Linked DNA regions of Sus scrofa: region 2 is linked to region 1. Evidence: chromatin contacts called from public promoter capture Hi-C data. All regions are on one chromosome and are shown on one strand. The core of a region is the stretch at or near the end of the contact, and the rest is flanking DNA. Distances in the headings are between cores, read along the strand shown. Region 1 holds the start of ID3 (inhibitor of DNA binding 3, HLH protein). Region 2 has its middle 24 kb from the start of RPL11.

Evidence for each region. Promoter capture Hi-C pulls out the DNA fragments that hold promoters and counts their contacts.
Region 2: a promoter capture Hi-C map of fetal liver shows a contact between it and region 1, with 2.5 times the contacts expected there. The contact joins the enhancer-like site here to the promoter of ID3 in region 1. A contact is called at or near these places in 1 of 5 promoter capture datasets (fetal liver), 21 of 47 Hi-C or Micro-C datasets (blood, embryonic fibroblasts, fetal liver and 8 more) and 2 of 2 datasets of contacts at active chromatin or transcription factors (alveolar macrophages and skeletal muscle).

Annotation. Positions count from the first base shown.
Region 1 is chr6:81,421,562-81,426,486 of Sscrofa11.1, forward strand. It overlaps ID3 (inhibitor of DNA binding 3, HLH protein), which reads right to left and starts at 2,608. Exons shown (of 4, transcript NM_001243602.1): 1 at 2,407-2,608; 2 at 2,216-2,404; 3 at 2,010-2,092; 4 at 980-1,462. The coding sequence starts at 2,514. The coding sequence ends at 2,033.
Region 2 is chr6:81,497,164-81,502,088 of Sscrofa11.1, forward strand. No RefSeq gene overlaps it. Among named protein-coding and RNA genes, the nearest start is that of RPL11, 24 kb to the right of the region's middle. Within about 2 kb of position 2,193, at least 2 of the 83 cell types and tissues checked have an H3K27ac peak or open chromatin away from gene starts, as enhancers often do. A contact at or near this core is called in fetal liver, where this site is marked.

The DNA.
Region 1 (4,925 bases), core at 1,358-3,857:
TAAGGATCCGGCATTACCATGAGCTGTGGTGTAGGTCACAGATGAGGCTCAGATCCTGCATTGCTGTGGATCCACACCTGTAGTGGATATGCTGTGGGTGTGACCCTAAAAAAAAAAGAAGCCAAAAATCCCATCTCTGCCTCTCAGAGGGCTATGCAAATCTGGTTCAGACCCATTATCCACTGAGCCCCAATATCTCCATTTCTGAAACAGGGCTAAAGATGCTTAGAGTAGGTTCCTACTGGAGGTGTGATGGGAAGGAAGTACCAGATGTGAGGGCTGTTAAGGCCTCTTTCTTAGATTCCTAGTCTAGGGTTAGAGTCTCCATCTAACTGGTAGTAGAGGGATTGGTTCCCATATTTCCCAACCAAACTCCTTCTGATCAGAGTGACTGGGGATTTGAGGGAAGAGACCCCTCTCCTATTTTGTCCAACTTTGGAATCCCAAAAGGAGGCTAAACCAGAGAATATGAGGAGGAAAATGAAACCAGCCCCAATGATCTGTTTACTCATCTCTGAAACGGGTCTATCAACCACCACCCCTGTCTGTGTACCAGGTGAGGCTCCTCTTCCACATCCTCTGCTAGAAAGACATTATGAATAATTAATGCCATTGAGGATAGCCACCTGCTAGTTAGCAAAACAACTATCAAGGGACCTTAAGAGCTGAGACCCTGAGCCCCTAACTTGCTGGTGAGCTCGCGCCAGTCACCTACTCTCTCCAGTCTTCCCTCATCTGTAAAAGGAGGGGACAGGGCAAGTGTCTCCTCTGCACCCAGTGGATGTGGGGCTCCATTATGAGCCCTCTTTACTCCCCCCTCTTACCCACCAGTCTTAGCTGGGTATTCCCTCATCTCCCTTTTAAGGGAATAGGCAAGTTTACTTTTCCCAAGCTCCAAGAAAGACATTAATTTATTTCTCCCTAAATTCACCCTTGTGAGAAAGTGTTAGCACTTAATGAATCAAATTATAGACACAAGTGTTTAAAAACCGTTTATTATGCAAAATGTTAACTTTTATAAAAAGTTTAATATACATCGCATGGTTACAGAAAGTCACCTTCCTGCAAAAAAGGTACAAAAGCTAAATACTCTATTATAGAGTTCATAATCAGGGCAACAGAGCCTTTCTCCGAGACCAGAAGACCAGCTCTACCGCTGCCTTGGCAGAGTTTGGAGTGTAGCCACCACCCCCCTACACCTCCACACACTGAAAGACAGTCTTTAAAACTTGGGGGTGGGGTGGAGGCTGCGGGAGGCCGCCCAGCTGGTGCCAGAGCTAGCTCTGGCTTTTTAGGCCACCCAAGTTCACAGTCCTTCGCTCCCGGGCGCAGGTCCAGCCTCGAGGCAGGGATTTGGGGAAGTCAAGTGGGCACGACAAAGTTGGGGCCCATCCATGCCCTAGGACTTCCGGCCGTAGAGGGTCCCAGGGTCCCAGGCGGAACCAGCGCCAGCACCTGCGTTCTGGGCGGGGGAGGAAAGAAGACCAGGGAGCCGTCAGTTTCCGCCGAGCGCGCCGAGGCGGGGGCCGTCCGCAGACTGGCCGGCGCCAGGGAGGAAACTTGGTCTCTACCTCCAGCTGATAACTCCGCGCCCCACGCTCCCCCCCGACCCAGTTGGCGCCAAAGGACCACAGGCGAGCTTGCACCACCCCTCCCTTTTGGAATTGGCACTAATTAGGAGGGGGCTGAAGAAAACATCGCTCCTTTTACCACTCCAAGCTACAAACAGACTAGCTATTTTATTTAGTCGGCACTGCGCCTATTTTCGCGCGTCTTTGGCCATGGGTAAGGCCAGGGACAACGTGCGTTTCAGGTTGAAACGGACACTGGATGGGAACTGGTTCCGTCATTCATTTGATGGGACCACGGGCAAGTCGCTTGCACCGCTCTGGCCTCGATTTCCCTAAACCGAGTGGTTAGTAATCCCGCAAAAGGCCTACTAACTCCAGGATTTGCCGTTTAAGCACGAGCCGCTTCCCCCGCCCCAGGGAGAAGGCGTGGACACTCACCTGGAAGCACCAGGACCGCCAGGTCAGTGGCAGAAGGTCGTTTGGTCATTGGAGATCACAAGTTCCGGAGCGAGCTCGGCTGTCTGACAAGAGGAAAAGAGGAGAGAGTTAAGGCATGGCACTTGGAAGTTCTCGGGGTCCCGCCGTATCCCTGCCCTGGAGCTCAGCTGAGCCCCGCCCCGGCTCCCGAGCACGCCCACGCGCACCTGGATGGGAAGATGCGGGCCGTCTGGGGGTCCGGGAGCGGGCTCGGCCAGGACCACCTGCAGGTCGAGGATGTAGTCGATGACGCGCTGCAGGATTTCCACCTGGCTAAGCTGAGTGCCTCGCGGGACTCCGGGTACCAGTTCCCGGAGACGCGAGTAGCAGTGGTTCATGTCATCAAGCAGGCTCAGGGCTCCTCAGCTGCTGGACCCTTGCCGCGGCCCCGCGCGATGGCCAGGCTGCGTTCCGATAGGCAGCACACCGCCTCGTAGCAGCCGCGGACAGGGCTCAGCGCCTTCATACTGAGGAATGAGACTGGAAGTACAGAAAAGAAGAAAAAACCCAAAGAACCCCTTAAACAGCTTGCAATGCGCGTACACGCGCCGATGTCTGCATTTATAGAGCCCGCCTGGGAGACACGCCCCTTTATGCAAAACAGCCTGCTTCGGCCCCGCCTCTGCCAACCCTGGGCGTTCACAACCCGGTTAAATTGCAAACAGGCTTCCTCTGGCAGATCTGACGCCGAATACCGCGGAGCAGCGGGTTCAAAGAATGAGGAAGCGCTGATACTGAAGAGAGGCGGGCCTCTTTGCCAGCAAGGGTTTTAAAAATCGCTTAAAACCATTAACTTCAAGAATTTGCCTTTTCCTGGCAGCGCCCCAGATCTTAGAGCTCCCCTGCCAGTCCACCCACAGCCCCACACTGGTTCGAACCCACAGTCCTCCGAGGTCATAAATCCGAACAGCAAAGAAGATTTTTTTTTTTTTAAGCAAAAGATTTTTCAAGGGAAACTTGTAAGGAATTAGTGCCGCCTTGTTCCCCAATTTGCTGTTCGTCTGACCTCCAGACTCACTGGCGTCAGGAATTATCTTGTGACCAGAGGGGGAAAAAATTAATTGCGGTGAAGCTGAGGTTACAATGAAGAAAACAGATTTGAGCTAGGCGCTGAGATTGCAGAAAGAGGGGGGGAAGGGGGTTTGAGCAAAGAACACTATTTATTCGAGCAAGGGAGGAAGAGAAAAAAAAGAAGAAGAAAGCAGCCTGAATTCGTGATTTTTCCGTGGGGAAGGAAAGGGCTCCCACTCTCTGGCCCTATGCACTCCATAAGGAGCCAGATACATGCCAGTTATGTTTTGGAAGTGAGTTTGATTAGAATTTTGGACAGAGTTTTGAATATGGGGTGACAGAGGAATGACTTCTAGATAACCTTTTTAGGAGCTCCCACTGGGTCAGTGAATCTCTTTTAACCCTCTCCTTTCTCCCTATTCTCCACATCTCTATGCAGAAAACAATAGTTTAGTAATTTCATCACCCGACTGCTTTTCTGCTATGGAAGGGCAGGCCACCTGGACTTGATTATTCTTAGTCTTGCTGAAATGGCTCCAGCTCTATCAGAAAGCCCAGGAAAGGACCAGCAGACAGGCAAGTAAGCCTCCTATTGCAACAGGACATTGTATTAGGTTTTCTTTTTTTGTCTTCTTGTTATGTCTCTGGACTTTTGGGGAATCTGAAGCATGGAAATACTGGTTTCCATCTCGGAACTGACCAAGTGGGATGCCCCCAATGGTTGCTTCCTTAATCAATTAGTTGGTAAATATTTATGGAGTCACTCCACATAAAACAGTGGCTCCTGCTCTCAAGAATCTCACAATTTGGGGAGACAAGATTAACACAGGAAACCATTAAGAGTTCTTATAGTATGTGGCACTGATTAACAGGACAATGGGAGCTCAGAGTGAGGAGAGTCTCAAAATAACCATAGTAAAAAGGACACTAGATGGGGAATTAGGAGTCCTAGATTCAACATCCTAGCTTGCCACTCATTTGTGATGTGATCTTGAACAAGCCCAGGTACTCTGGGTTTTGTTTAGTTGCCTTGTGAATAAAATGGGGAGATGATGCGAAGTGATTATTTAAAAAGCTTTCCAACTCATAAAGGGAGGTCTAACCCTTTCTGAAATTTGGACAGGCAGGTATGGGATGGTGAAGTTCAGAAAGGAGCTATAAAATATTTCCAAGTTCACACCACCACACCACCAGTAATGGCAGAGCCAGACTTGAAGTCTTGTTCTTTGCCATCATACCACAGGGCTCTGTGCCCCCAAAAAGAGGTCTTTGAAAAGATTTCTTCCTGAAATATGAATGTTTTCAAGGACCTCTTTAATATAAGAAAGAGGGTGAAAATGTCCTGTGAATGGACAAATCAGCCTATATATGCTACAGACATCAAGTGAAGAGTGTGCCAGCTATATTTGGTCATGGGGGAAGGGGAAATGGTGCCTATGAAGACTCCTGAATGACCAAGTAGAAAACCCTTTCCTTTTCTCATGCAGATTTCTGTGGTTTGTGTAAAACAGTCAAGCCCAGGTTCTATAAAAATCACGGCCTGCAGGGCCAGGCAGATTTCTGTTCAAATCCCCATTCTCTTTTACTAAGAATGGGAACTTTGGGTAAGTCACCTCTCTGTGCCTCCATTTTCCAGTTTATAAAATGGAACTAACTAGACCCACCTTATATCTTTAGCAAGGCACTTGACATGCTCTCTCTCCCTCAGACCTGTTCCTCTCCCTGGTGGCTGAGGACCCAGCAGGGGGATGGTTGAGTGCTGTGTGCTCAGTCCACAGGTCCACACAGATTCCCTTCTTTCCTTTTCCCTCCTCCATTACTACCACTGATGCCTTAGACTTGAACAGCCATCTGCAAAGCACCTTT
Region 2 (4,925 bases), core at 943-3,442, 75 kb after region 1:
GACTTGCTGCAGGTTCTGCAGGAGCCTTCCATCCTACCTGGAACCAGTCCTCCAGACAATGCAAGATCCTCATTTTACAGATGGGGAGACTGAGGTTCAGAGAGGTTAAGTGAGTTACCAAAAGTCACACTGCCTTTATTAAAGGAATAGAAGCAGTCCAGTCTGGACCTATCGGCTCCGAAGTTTGGCCCTTAATGAACACTCTAGACCAAGTTTTGCCCCATCCAAGTAGACGCAGTCGAGCAGATTGGACCTGGAAGCTCATTGCAGGGAGACGGGAGGCCACTGGCGCTACGATGGCGCCATCTACTGGTCAAGAGGTGCAGCGTGGCCAGAGAGAGGAAGGCTCTCTTTTCCAGCACAATTCTCTTTTTCTGCCCTTCTTCTCAACGCTGTTTCCTTCCAAGAGCCCTGGGAGGGTAGTAAGCAGAGATTGTTGTCCGACCTCAATTTGCCAATGAGGAGACCATGGCTCAGAGAGAACTGTCTTCTTCAAGACGACTCAGAGAAATGGAGGAGGATCCAGGATGCCAATCCACGCCCTGAGATGCTCCCCGCATCCCACCTGACGCCAGTGTGGACTTAGCCCCCAGAGTGCCCCCTAAGGGCATCTAGGAGTATCTAAGCCAATCCCCTCTCTTTTCTGGTTTACAGATGGGAAATAGGCAGGTAGTCAGGGTTATGCATTGCAGGATCTGCATAGGGTTTTCTGGGGTCTCCGGCTGAGCAAAAGCCCCTCCCCCTCCCTACTTGGGAATCTAAGCCAGGCAGCATCTCCCTTTGGGAGGTGACTGCCCTTTCTCCTTCCCCAGCCTCTCAGGTATCCTGGGTCTCAGGTTCAGGAAGGAGGGAAGAGAAAAAAGAAAGGAGGCCCAGTAGACACATGGGGAGGCAGTGAGCTAGGAGGCGAAGGAGAAGCAGGAGCCCTGCACCAGGCCACAGAGTGGGGCCAGAGCAAGGCCAAGGTGAAGGGCAATGAGCAAGGACCCAGCTACCACAGTTGTGGGACAGGCGTGAGTAGGTGCTTTACGGGGCTATCACCCTCAACCCTCTCCATGACTCCAAGAGCTGGGAAGGGTTACTATCCTCATTTACAGCTGAGGAGCAGCTTCAGGGAATTTGAATATCAGGCCCAAGTTTACATGCAAGCAAGTGTGAAGCTGGAATTTGAACACAAGAAGCATGACTCCAGGAGAAAGAGATCAATGGAAAGCAGAGCGAAAGGTGTAAAGGGCTATCCAGGCATCAGGCTGGGAGGGGGGGTCCTGCTACTGGGGTCTTGTGCATGTGAATGTATATGTGGCAGGAAGGGAGAGTGTCTGAGAATCTGTTGTCACACCTTGGTGACAGCCCTGGGGCATGAATTGTCTGAAAATGGCTGAGCAAGCTGGGATCAATAAGGGACCTGGCAGGCTTCTTATCCCCCTCATCTCTTGGCCAGCTCCTAGTCATCCTTCCCAACTCAGCTGAAAAGTCACCTCCTCTGGGAAGCCCTCCCACATTGCTAAAATGGGGTCAGGTCCCCACGGTACATATTTGCAATACTTTTCCTGCCAAGTGCTTGTCACGTGTTTAGTGGTTAACTATGTATTTACTAAGCAAATACAAATTTGTCTCTGACCCACCCAGTTGGGATTGGTAGTAGACAGGTACCAAAACTCTAGATAAAAATAGATGTGCGGGGAGTTCCTGACATGGCTCAGTGGTAACGAACCCGACTAGTATACATGAGGACTCAGGTTCGATTCCTGCCATAGCACAGTGGGTTAAGGATCTGATGTTGCCATGAGCTGTGATGTAGGTCACAGACGTGGCTCTGATCCTGTGTTGCTGTGGCTGTGGGATAGGCTAGTGGCTACAGCTCCAATTTGACCCCAGCCTGGGAACCTCCTTGTGCCACGGGTGTGGCCCTAACAACAACAACAAAACCTGGAACCTCAAGAGGAGGGATGAATGTGTGGATGTTTCCAGGGATGGGGGTTTTTCACTCTGCAGCTAATGGTGGCATTATAGGGCCATGTCGTAAAGCCAGCTATGTGGACTTGGGCAAGTTCCTTAACTTCTTTCTCTGAGCCTCTACATCCTTTTCTGTAAATCGGGATACAGTAAAACCTTCCTCACAGTGTTACTGAAAGCAGGGTCTGGCTGCTCACTGCTCTAAAGCCAACAAAGAGGCAAGGTTGGTGTAAAGGACAGTTTGCTTTATCTTGGATGCCAGCAACCAGGTTGGAGGGGGAGGGGCGGACTTCTGACCAAAGGGCTGACTCCCACACTGACAATCAGCCAGCAAGAGCTTTTACAGAGAGACGGAGGGGGCCCCACAGTCAGCTGACAGGCGTCTTGAAGCCGATCCTGTGGTGGTCTGACCAACATCATCTTGATTGTGTTAAGTACAGTTAATCTTCTGGTCCAGGGTCAGTTTCCTTGAGGCCAGTTCCGGGAATCATGGCAGCTTGTGTCATGGCTACAGTCAGGTCATCACGTAGTTAACCTCTCCCACCTGGTGGGGTTTCTGTCTCTACAAGACGGCTCACAGGATACAGCTCAGAATGTTGCCAGGAGGGCAAGGGGTGTCCCTGACTTGCATCCCCAGAATCCAGCCCAGGGCCTGGGATACATGAGCCGCTTACAGAAAGCTGGCTGAGTAGATGGGTGAGCAGGACATCTTCACATCAGGGGCACCAGCACTGCTTCCTGTAACCGATCGATCGACAAGAGAATGAGCCTTGAATGTGGGTTGGGGATGAACACAGAGGGTAGAAATGATAATAGGTGCTGCTCATTCGGCCCTTTGTGCGCCCTGATTTCTGTGCCTGGTTCCACTTAATCCCATTGTACAAATAAGTAGGGGGACCACACGTCCCTGTTTACACAGGACAGTTGCAATGGGATGTATCATCCCAGCATATTGAGTATTTCATTCTCACTCTCCCCTTTCATTCTAAGAAGTGTCAGTTAAGTATGTGGAAGGCGACTGAAGCTTTCAAGAATCCTGAAGGGAATAAATTCAACACCTGATTTGCACATTCAGCGTCTCTGAAGCCCTTGCCCTCAGCTGTTAGAAGTAGTGGGTATGGATTAGGAGAGGTAGCCTGGCAGAGCCCACCTTTCCCAACAATGGGCTTTATACTTTTTTTTTGTCTTTTTAGGGCCGCACCCACGGCATGTGGAAGTTCCCCGGCTAGGGGTCAAATCGGAGCTGCAGCTGCGGGCCTACACCACAGCCACAGCAACGCGGGATCCGAGCTATGTCTGTGATCTATACCACAGTGTATAAACACATCTGCACAGTGTGTCTGCAACACTGGATCCTTAACCCACTGAGTGAGGCCAGGGATCGAACCTGTGTCTGCATGGATACTAGTTGGGTTCTTTACCTGCTGAGCCACAACAGGAACTCTCCAAGAAACCTTTGTATATTGAGACAATGCAACTGCAAAGTCACCTCCAGATTCCAGATCCAATTTGCCTATTGCCTCTTCCTCTCCTACTCCTGATAACCTCCTCCAGGGAGCTAGGAGAGGAATCACTTTCACTCAGTCCAAGGAGGCTTTTTATAAGGAAAAACCTTGAGAAAATGGAAAATAAGAGATACTTAGAGATTCCGAGTACTTTTTATTTCTTCTCCCACTTACCCCTCTGTGCTTCAAGCTGTGGAAAGATTACTGTGTTCTTCTAGAGCCAGAATAACTGAGTCATGGCAGGGTGTGACCTTTCTGGATGGCTACATTATCTGGGCCAAGCGTTCCCCCACCCAGGAAATGTCCTCACTCCTGAGCTGTGCTGACACAGGTAAGACCCAGCTTATTATCATCTCACCAAGCCCTGACTCACAGCATCTCTGCTGCTCACCAGCTGTGTGTCCTTGCAGGCGTCCCTTAACCTCTCTGTGCCTCAATGAATCAGTCCTCCGATGGGGGAAAACTACAGCTCAAGGGTTGTTGTGAAGATTAGAGGAGATAATGTATATATAAAAGGCATCGGACGTGGAGTTCCCGCTGTGGTGCAACAGGATCTGCAGTGTCCGCAGTGTCTTGGGAGCGCTGGGATGTATGTTTGACCCCAGGCCCGGCACAGTGGGTTAAGGATCTGTTGTTGCTGCAGCTGTGGCTTAGGTCGCAACTGTGGCTCAGACCTGATCCCTGACCTGGGAACTCCATATGCCAAAGGCGGTCCAAAAAAAAAAGTCTCTGGACATAATGCTTGACATATTATGGGTGCTCAAGAAACATCTCAAATTAGTAACTAATGGTTGTTTTCCTTTCGGTTTGTTCTTATTGTGGTGTGTGGGTGCCTCTGCTCTTGTTTAGCTTTCTCTTTTTTTCTATTGAAAACATACTCAGCTTTTCAGAAAAATAACAACACCTCTCTGCACTCTAACCCATGTGACTTAAAAAGCTTCGGTGACAAAGAACAGACATTAACTGGAGTCTAATAGAAGAAAGTGGGGAGAATCCGTTACAAAGACTCAGGGGTGTCTCACAGATTCCAAGAGCTTGAAATGGGGGTTCTTCTCTCTGCTTCTCCCCATAGGTCTGCTCTGTCCCTTTCTCTCTGTTTCTCTCCCTCCTTCTCTCCAGTCTGGCTTTCTCTGCCACTGTGGCCTCCCAACATCTTCCTCTCCCCTTCTCCCTCCCAGGTCCCCTCTTCCTCGGGGGTTCGTGGAAAGAACTGGACCCAGGCTCAGACCCCAACTCTGGCACCGTCCACAGTTCTCCCAGTTACAGTCTCAACCACATTCGCTAATTAACCCCAACTCCCCACCCTAGGTTCCAATCCTATGTTGCCCCTTGGACAACACAGTAAGTCACCGCTGGAGGGCAAATGAGTTCATCAAAGCTGCGTTTTACAGGCAGGGAAAGCCTGGGCCAGCTGAGAAGCTTGAGGTCTCTGAGAGATTGGGTGAAGGTGATTAGAAACTGAAT